Linked DNA regions of Mus musculus: region 2 is linked to region 1. A link is a contact called in public HiCAR-type data. All regions are on one chromosome and are shown on one strand. The core of a region is the stretch at or near the end of the contact, and the rest is flanking DNA. Distances in the headings are between cores, read along the strand shown. Region 1 overlaps Bmpr1b (bone morphogenetic protein receptor, type 1B). Region 2 holds the start of Gbp5 (guanylate binding protein 5).

The links. HiCAR-type assays count read pairs that join an accessible place to other places.
Region 2: a HiCAR-type map of astrocytes shows a contact between it and region 1, with 2.1 times the contacts expected there. The contact joins the promoter of Gbp5 here to the enhancer-like site in region 1. A contact is called at or near these places in 3 of 39 promoter capture datasets (the 3T3-L1 cell line, frontonasal cranial neural crest and stem cell-derived epiblast-like cells), 2 of 115 datasets of contacts at active chromatin or transcription factors (astrocytes and embryonic stem cells) and 1 of 9 other capture datasets (macrophages).

Annotation. Positions count from the first base shown.
Region 1 is chr3:141,934,227-141,938,379 of GRCm38.p6, reverse strand. The region is part of intron 2 of Bmpr1b (bone morphogenetic protein receptor, type 1B); the gene reads left to right. Among named protein-coding and RNA genes, the nearest start is that of Bmpr1b, 230 kb to the left of the region's middle. Within about 2 kb of position 1,634, at least 46 of the 459 cell types and tissues checked have an H3K27ac peak or open chromatin away from gene starts, as enhancers often do. A contact at or near this core is called in astrocytes, where this site is marked.
Region 2 is chr3:142,493,678-142,498,205 of GRCm38.p6, reverse strand. It overlaps Gbp5 (guanylate binding protein 5), which reads right to left and starts at 1,272. Exons shown (of 11, transcript NM_153564.2): 1 at 1,211-1,272.

The sequences.
Region 1 (4,153 bases), core at 385-2,884:
CATAGAGTAAGAAAGGCTAGATTAAATGCCTGTGTGTGGATTGTGCATAGTGGAAACCTTCTGACGTCAGTCTGTTTCTTCTGTATGGTTTCCTTAATAATTGTTCAGTTGATTGTATTATGTAGTTTAATTGTCTCAGCTGCTTTTAATTTTCTTCCCATTTTTCAAATGCCCATTGATTTGCCCATCTCACGTGGATGGTTAAACCCTTGAGTATGTGTGTGTAGACAAAGACAGAGACACAGAGACACAGACACACAGACACACAGACACACAGACACACACACACACACAGAGAGAGAGAGAGAGAGAGAGAGAGAGAGAGAGAGAGAGAGAGAGAGAGAGAGAAGGAGAATGGGGGATGGGGGGAGGAGAGAGATGCATAGTCCATGCATATTCATACCATGGTTCTCAAGAAGTAGTCAATGTTCTCTAGGTAAGTGACCATTGATTTGATATAGCATTATAACAATGACTTTTTGAAGCATCTTGCTTTGATATGTTTGCTTGTGCTGCTGCTCATAGAATTATTCACTTCCAGTTTCTGTATATTATGCCATTATATCACACAGTCTGGGGCTCATTTTTTCTTTTCAAAATTTACCTTAAATCATGTTTATGTGTTCTCTCCCTCTTATTCTTTCTTTCTTGTTTTCTCTCTCTCCTGTTCTCTCTCTCTCTTTCTCTCTCTCTCTCGTTCTCTCTCTCCCTCATTCTCTCTCTCTCTTGTTCTCTCATTCTCTCTGTATGTGTGTGTGAAATATAATGGTAGAAGAACAACATTGCAGCCTGTGTCAGAATATATGATATCTACTAGAGTCCTTGTATATTAAAAAGCAGTGTGTATGTTAAACGTAAAACAACTCAGACCAGGGACTGCTGGTCCAGCTTATATTAAGATGTTCAAAGTGTTTCCTATACGTGTGGTTTTCTCTGTTACCTCTGTGAATGTCTCAGATAAGTTTTATTTATAGTTGTTTTACATGAAAATTTACCAAAAAAAGAAAATTTACCTATTTAGTTTTTTGAAATCCATCCTTAGTAAATATCTTTTTTGGGTGGGGGAGCCCTCTGCTAAGGCTGTTAAGACTTGGTTTATAGTAAAAGGTTTGAGATTTTTTTGAAGAAGGAACAAAGTCTAGTTGTTTATATTTGTGTGAGAAGTTTTTGTGTTGCCAGTGGTAACTACAGAGAATTATTTTAAACAGTGCCCTTTTAATAACAATGGTCTTCCCAAACGTAGTGTGGCGTAGCTTTAAACTTTATTAAGCCCGCCTTGTCCTCCTTCCCCTCCCTGAGTAAATGGAAGAAAAGTTTCCAGGCTCCTTGCTGGGAATTTGATTGATGCCCAGAACATCTGAAGGACTTTTGTGTCCTGCCTGCTCGCCGTGAGTTCATAATGTGTGAATACGTAAAAGAAGGTCAGCCCTTATCACATGTAATCGCGGCCTGAAAGCAGATCGGCACTGACAGTCAGATCCTGCATATAAGGGCACAAATCATTGCCTGCTCCGCTGAGACAAGTGGTGGGATCTTTACTCTCCCTTTTTACCCCTTCCCACTCAGGGGGACCTTGGCAGCGCAATGAAAGCCCAGCGAAGACGTGCTCAGAATAACGTGTCCCTCTTGGGAGGAGGAAGGGATTGTGTGTTTGTCATGATGTGACGGTCTTTCATTGAGCAGCTGAAGGCAGCTCTGGGTTGTTAGTGTCTAGTGGTGTGGAATGCTGCAAATTAGGACAGGCCAGGGAGGCAGGAGGCCTGAGAAACAGCCGAAGATGTGGTCTTTCCTGACTCCAAAGGCAGGGAAAATGTTTTTGTTCCCTGACTTGCTTTCCACTTTGCTCTCATGATATAGAATATTAATAGTTCCTTCTTAAACGTGAATTAAGTGTTTATTTAAAACCCAGAATAGTGTCATGGGTTATCAGCACTGTCCTGCAGGCAACACATGTACGAGCTTAAAAAATACTGTAGTTCAAAACTCCATGGAATGATAGGGATCAAAAATGTTGGAACTTCTAAAAGGAAGATGGAACATTGTGTCATCCTAACAGGCCTGTGCACTGGAACTGATACTTACGTAAATCATATTGCAAGCATCATGAGTAGAGATGTTCAGATAATAATTACAGCAGCACGGACATTATAGTCCTTTTTAAGAATAATGAAAGATGTTGCATCCTTATAGGTACAGAAGACAAAATTATTTATATTATTTCCAAATCTTTTGTAGTTTGCTTCAAACTATAAGCTAAAAGATGTAGTACTTGCTTTCTGTTTGTGCAACAGAAAAATGGAGAGTGTGCCTATGAGTATGGAAGCATTCTTTTCCAAACACAGAGGATGAAAGCAAAGCTTCTGTTCAGGAGACTAGACCCTTCCTGGCTTCTAATTTCCTTTCCAGCCTCCTGGTTGCTGCTCCCTACCCCAAATCTCTGGATCTTTGGGCACACCCAATTTCTCACATCTCTTTCAAACATGACTCCCAACATCTATTCATAATTGTATGTGATGTCTTGTTTTCTCTGTACAAGGGTTCCTTACACTGGAAATTCCTTCAAGGTCTAGGTTTATTTTAATTTTTAATTTTACCATATATGTGAATGTGTGTCTCTGTGTGTGTATACCTGTGTGTGCCCCTCCCCTCTCTGTGTGTGCATTCATTCATTTAGGTATTTTTATGTGTGAGTGTGGGTGTGCATGCATGCATGCGTGCTCCTGCATATAGAGATGAACATCAGGTGTCTCCCTTTATTTCTGCCCGTCATTGAAGTTTAGATTTCAGCCATCTCTGTCTTCCCTTCCCCCAGCTTGAAGTTCCAGATGCCTGCTAGTGTGCCAGGCTGGGCATCTGAACTCAGGGCCTCATGCTTCTGCAGTAGTGCAGGCAAGCTGCAAACCTCGCAGTCCCTGGGGACCAAGTTGCTATAAAGCCTCTCTCTTATGACGACACCCATCCTCAGGCCCCACTAAATTCTGGGTAGTCATTGTCTGTGTCTTCCCCTCCCACTGTAGGAAAAGGCAAGCTCTTTCCTGAAGGCAGATATTACCTATTTTTGCTTCTCATAGTAGAGTCACTAACACAGACTTATCTCCCCCAACATACATGCGGACACACACACACACACACACACACACACACACACACACAAGTCCCCAGCAAAGTCTGAGATAACACATTATATCATCAATGTAAAAATCAGGAAGATGGAATTTCCAGATGAAAATAAATCGGAAATTGACATTGGTAACAAGGTAATCTCAGTTTAGAAATATTCTTCTGCTTTAAATATATGAATATGTGATGAATTCAGCCAAAATAATTATATTCAAAGAGATCCCTCTCCAGATATAATTGGAATTATTTTAAAACCTGTTGTTTAAATGATAGCATCACTTGTCACAGGAACAGTGTGGCCCGTGCAACTTTGTGTCCTGTCCTTTTAAACAAGGGGAGTGAAGGTTCTCATGTCAGCAGGCAGGAGAATAATTTTCAAGAGCTGTCAGCCCCCTCTCTGATGTCTGCCTGCACTCACGATGGACCGCAGAATGCACTAATTCACTTGCTCACTGCACGTCACAGTCATGACAGCCCAGCCGAGCTGCCTGTTCACCGTGGCTGAGTGTCTAAGCTCTGTGCTGTACAGGTAACCCAGTCACACTCTATGATTCTGCAAGGATGCAGGATGTTTACAACTTCCCAGTCTGCACCAGACTCCTGCAGAGGTGCAGGACGGCAAACCCTCATGTTGACAGTGCTGTTCACAAACTTCTTCTTGACCTTCTCTGAGATGCCCGGTGGCAAAATGAGACATTAAAAAAAAAAAAAAAAGGAAAAAGAAAACTTTCCCCTCTGCAGCATTTATCAAAACATTGGTGTGTAATTAGACTGCAGAGTAAAGACGCTCAGTAGAAACCGAAGAACACCTAAGACGTAAACCATGGCTCTTCTCTTTCTGCTATTTCTTATAGATAAGGACCTTTAAAAGATTTTTAGCTTTTTTAAAGCTAAAGTAAATGTGAAAAAAAAAAGGCAGTTAGCTTTGACAGCTTCATAAGGAACTGTGTAAAGCAGTCACCAACTGCACGCTGCCCAGTGGCTGTCAGCACCACCATGAGAGAAGAGAGTGCACCAGGGTTCAGCCATGAAG
Region 2 (4,528 bases), core at 23-2,522, 560 kb before region 1:
CTAGAGATATTGGCTCAGTGACTAAGAGCACTTGAGGCTCTTGTAGACCTGGATTTTGTTCCCTTAACCCATACCAGGTGGCTCACAACTACCTATAACACCAGTCCTGGGGGACTAAAATACACTCAGGCACACACATAAATAAAATAATTATAAAAAAAAAGAAGAGAAGAGAAGAGAAGAGAAGAGAAGAGAAGAGAAGAGAAGAGAAGAGAAGAGAAGAGAAGAGAAGAGAAGAAGAGAAATGTTCACACAAGGGGAGGACTGTAGGGAAGAAGGTCACCAAGAAATCTGAAAGTACTGAAAGGTGCTGGAGATGAACTTCTGGTGTTTGCTCAGTTTTTGCGTTTATATTCTTATCTGTTCTTTAAGTATGATATGCATGAGGCACGGGACACAGCAAGAAGTCAAAAGAGTTCCCAGGAGCGATCCGCATAGCCAGACCATACCGGCCAAATAGGTCATTTTTTGATTCGTCAACATATAAAGGTAGAGACAATATTGTAGCAGAGACAGAATCCAACACAAATGGGGTTTAAAAGTGAGTGACTGCCCAGGAAAAGCAAACACGGAACCTTTAAGAGATGGCAGTGCAGCGAAAATGCTCACTGCTGTCAGCAAACCTCTTCCTGTGTGCCTTGGAGTTCTCTCTCTCTCTCTCTCTCTCTCTCTCTCTCTCTCTCTCTCTCTCTCTCTCTCTCTCTCTCGCAGCTCTGGCTGTGAATTTGTCCCAAGCTCCAATGAGGACAAGCATCGGCCCACATATAGAGCCTTGCTGTCTGGGAATTCACTTCCCGACAATGGGAGCGCTGGTTAGAGCCCCAGTCTCAGACCTTTTACTGCGCAGCTCATGCTCTGCTATATTGTTCATGCAAACAGTATGGTTGCCTGCTATTCTGGAGGTGATTCTGTTCTAAACAGCAACTAGGGATGCCAAGAAGTTAGAACAAGCGGAGATAAACAGTTGGAAGTCATTTCTACCTTTCAGTTTAATCTCTTCACACTCTGCCCTCTCATTAACAGGAAACAATAACGGCACTGAATAAACACTCGGACTGCTGGACAAGGAATTCTGCTTCTCTGAGAACACTGCTGTTTAATCTCTAATGGGGCTGAGCCAGCATCCAGGCTAGGATGCATCCCATCCTGGATAAAGTAGTCTAAAAAATAATTCCTAACAGTCTCTTCCCACCCCTGCTCCAGGTCTTACCTTAAGAAAAACTGAAGAGCGGGAGCAGGGGCCAGTAAGAACACTGCTTCAAACGGGACTCTGCAAGAGGACAAACTCGTTGCACCCTTATTTATCTGTGCTTGGTTCTGAGAAATAACGGCCAGCCCTGGGAATTTCCTTTCCTCTCCCAGAGAGCTGGGAGAGAACTTGATTATGAAACGCAAGAACAGGAATCTGCAAAAGGGTTCTCTAAACTGAAATTGAAACTACACAAGTTCAGACTGTATAGTTGAAGGGGATTTTCAAAAGCAGAAGGCTTGAATGTCACTGAACTAATTTCCCAGAAGTTGCCCACAATCTGAAAGAGAACGTTGACATCGTTTGTCATTGTTTCAAGCGCTGTTTATTTTATTCCTTTGAACGAGGGTGATAATTTTTATGGTTTTGAATCACAATTGTTTTGAAGGGAAACCTCACGTACTATTTGAAGACTCATTTCTTACAATTGTCTCTGCATCCACTTAGGATAAAAGTTGTTTTCATTGGTAGTAGGTTAAACAAGGAACTCAGGGTGTCATGTTGTGGACTCTTGAATCCCATATATAAAAGAAATAAAGAACAGAATTAGGAAAACTGAGGATAACTTTTTTGGAGTTGGAGAGAGGAAAAAATTAGCAGAGCAGACAAACCGTACAGGAAACCAGAAAGGAGAGATTGCAAAGGAAAAGAAAGCTAATCACGCTTGCTGGGTTAGAGACTGCACCAGCAAGCTGACTCAGTCACAGAAAGGCTGTAAGCAGCTGCTTTAATCTTATACTGTTTGGTGCCGTTTGGAACATCTGCTGATGATGTGACCCAAGTCCGATTCTTCTGAGCAAAACTCAAGCCACTGAGTGGGTTAAACTAATTTTTTAAAATAGGTCAATAAAATAGCTATGCTTTACCAAGAAGAAATAGCCTTCCCTTAACGGAGCTTCAAGAAAGATCTTCTATCTCACTTGTCTAGAATTCAAGCCAAAATAATATGTTAACAAGTCCTGGAGATGACGCTGTCACTACTGGGACAAGGAAACTCAGGAAATGTCTGGTCATATGTAGCCAATAAAGATCAGTTATATAGAAGCTGAATGTTGTACATGGATATTTGCGGACTTTGTTCTGACGCTCTCTGGAGTCTAACTCTCCTAAAAGGAAGCATACTCGCTTTAGACTGCACTTGCCTGTAAGCTTGACAGAAATAGCATTTGACTTTATGGTGGGTACCGCCTATACTGGTGACTTTGGGTAAAATAACCTAACCGTTATCACAATAACAACTGTATTGATCCATGCGCATTGGATGGCCTTCCACTCCAGTGTCTTCTTTGGTTCGTTGGTTGGTTGGTTGGTTGGTTTTGTTTTTATTATATCAGTTTTTCAAAAAATATTGTTTTTTCTGTGGGATTCCTTTACCAGACTTCCTTTCCATGGACTCGATCACTTCTCCAGACAGGCTAATCTCTGACTGACTTGAGCATGCAGCCTCGGAGTACCTGGCCTCAGAAGGAAAGGCACGTGGATGACTGGTCTCATTTTCCTGTGTCTTGAGTTGAATGCAGAGGCAGACTCAGAAGCTGTCAGACCTGAGTGCAGGCTGATTTCTAGAGCACTAGGCCTGTCTCTGTCCCCATGAGTGTGGTCATGGGCTGGGGGACAGTGACTCAACTTGAGACACAGTTGGTAGAGCACTGCATGGAACCAGTACTTCCATACAGAAGACTCCAAAACTTACATTGCGAGTGAGCGCAGGGTTCCACTGACACTCTGGAAGGCAGCTTCTTCTTAAGATCTTCACTGTCCCCTCTGAGGGACCCCATGGGCTCTTGGTCCTTGGCTTTCCCCCCTTTGCCTTGCTACACTCCCCCCTTTGCCCTATTCTACCACCCTTCTTTGCCTTCCTGTGCTTTGCAGAGCAAGAAAACACTCTCTAGTAAGACTTTGGTGTCATTTTACCGCTGTTTACATTTCTTCCAGTATTTATAATCTTCTGTCACCCTTCCCATGTGCCTACAGGTATGTTTATCAGGAATTGTTGGGTCATGTTTTTAAAATAAGGAGCTAGTGCTTTTGTCTTTCTATGCTGCCTTTGCAGCAGCTATTCCAGGTCAGGCAGTGGGATGCTGCATGACAATAGCAATCATTGAAAATAGTACCCTGACTTTGGAAGCCCCGTGGAGGACAGGGGTACAGCTGATACGGCAATGGTTCCAAGGCTTTGACCAAATGCACAGCCAGCAACAGTATTCATGCCATGAGGCGTTTCTGAACTATGAACTACAGAAGTTCCCAGTGGATATATGTGTCTAAAAATAGTCTTCAAGAGTACCCTTGGAGTCTGGAGTCTTGGCTCAGTAAGTGAAGTGTTTGCCATGTAATCATGAGGACCTGAGTTCGAATCCCCAGATCCCACATAAAAGCTACCTGCTGTAGTATGCATCTGTAACCCCAGCTCTCTTTTAAGCAAAACTAGGAAGCAGATAGGGCCATCCTCGGAAACTTGTGGGGCCACTGGCATATATTATGCAATAGAAAACAATGAAAGAGGAGTTGTCTTAAGCAAAGTGAAAAGCAACCTGCCTCATCTAATTATGGCCCATGTGTGAGAGCATCTTAGACACCTGAGCATGCATATACACACTGGGGAGAGGAGGAGAGAGAGAGACAGAGAGACTGGGAGATCAAACGCATGTACAAGATAGAAACACCACAGGGGTAAGTGGTTTAATTGCCCTTGAACTTGAATTTTGTAGTTGGCTGTCCCTGTGTGTGTGTGTGTGTGTGTGTGTGTGTGTGTGTGTGTGTGTTTAAATCACATTCCTGTTTTTGCTATTTGAGAAAAGCAGCTGAATTCTTAGAAATGCCCAAGTTACCTCAGAGGTCCAGTTGCTTTCAGATTCCAGACTTAGATTTCAGGAAGTGCCGTTGCAAAGAGCTGTGCTTTGGCTTCAGCGCTCACTTTCCTGTGGGGAGAACACTCCTGCCAAGCTGTTTGAAAACACAACACCTGGAAGTGTGCTCAGTTTGGAGAGCAAACTTCCTCCTGGGTTGGATTCCAGAACCACCCTCTCTTATCATGCAGCGCTTGTTTGTTTAACATCTTTGTAGGACTAGACTACCTGTAGAATGTAGATAGGCCCGCTGCCAGGGCATGTCATAATGCTAATCACCGTTTGATCTGTTTTCATTGTGCTCTCAGTGAGAGACACAGTGACTTCTAACACACACACACACACACACACACACACACACGCACAGGCACACGCACACACATGCACACTGAATAATTATATCACTTGCTCAACATTTATAAACACTTCC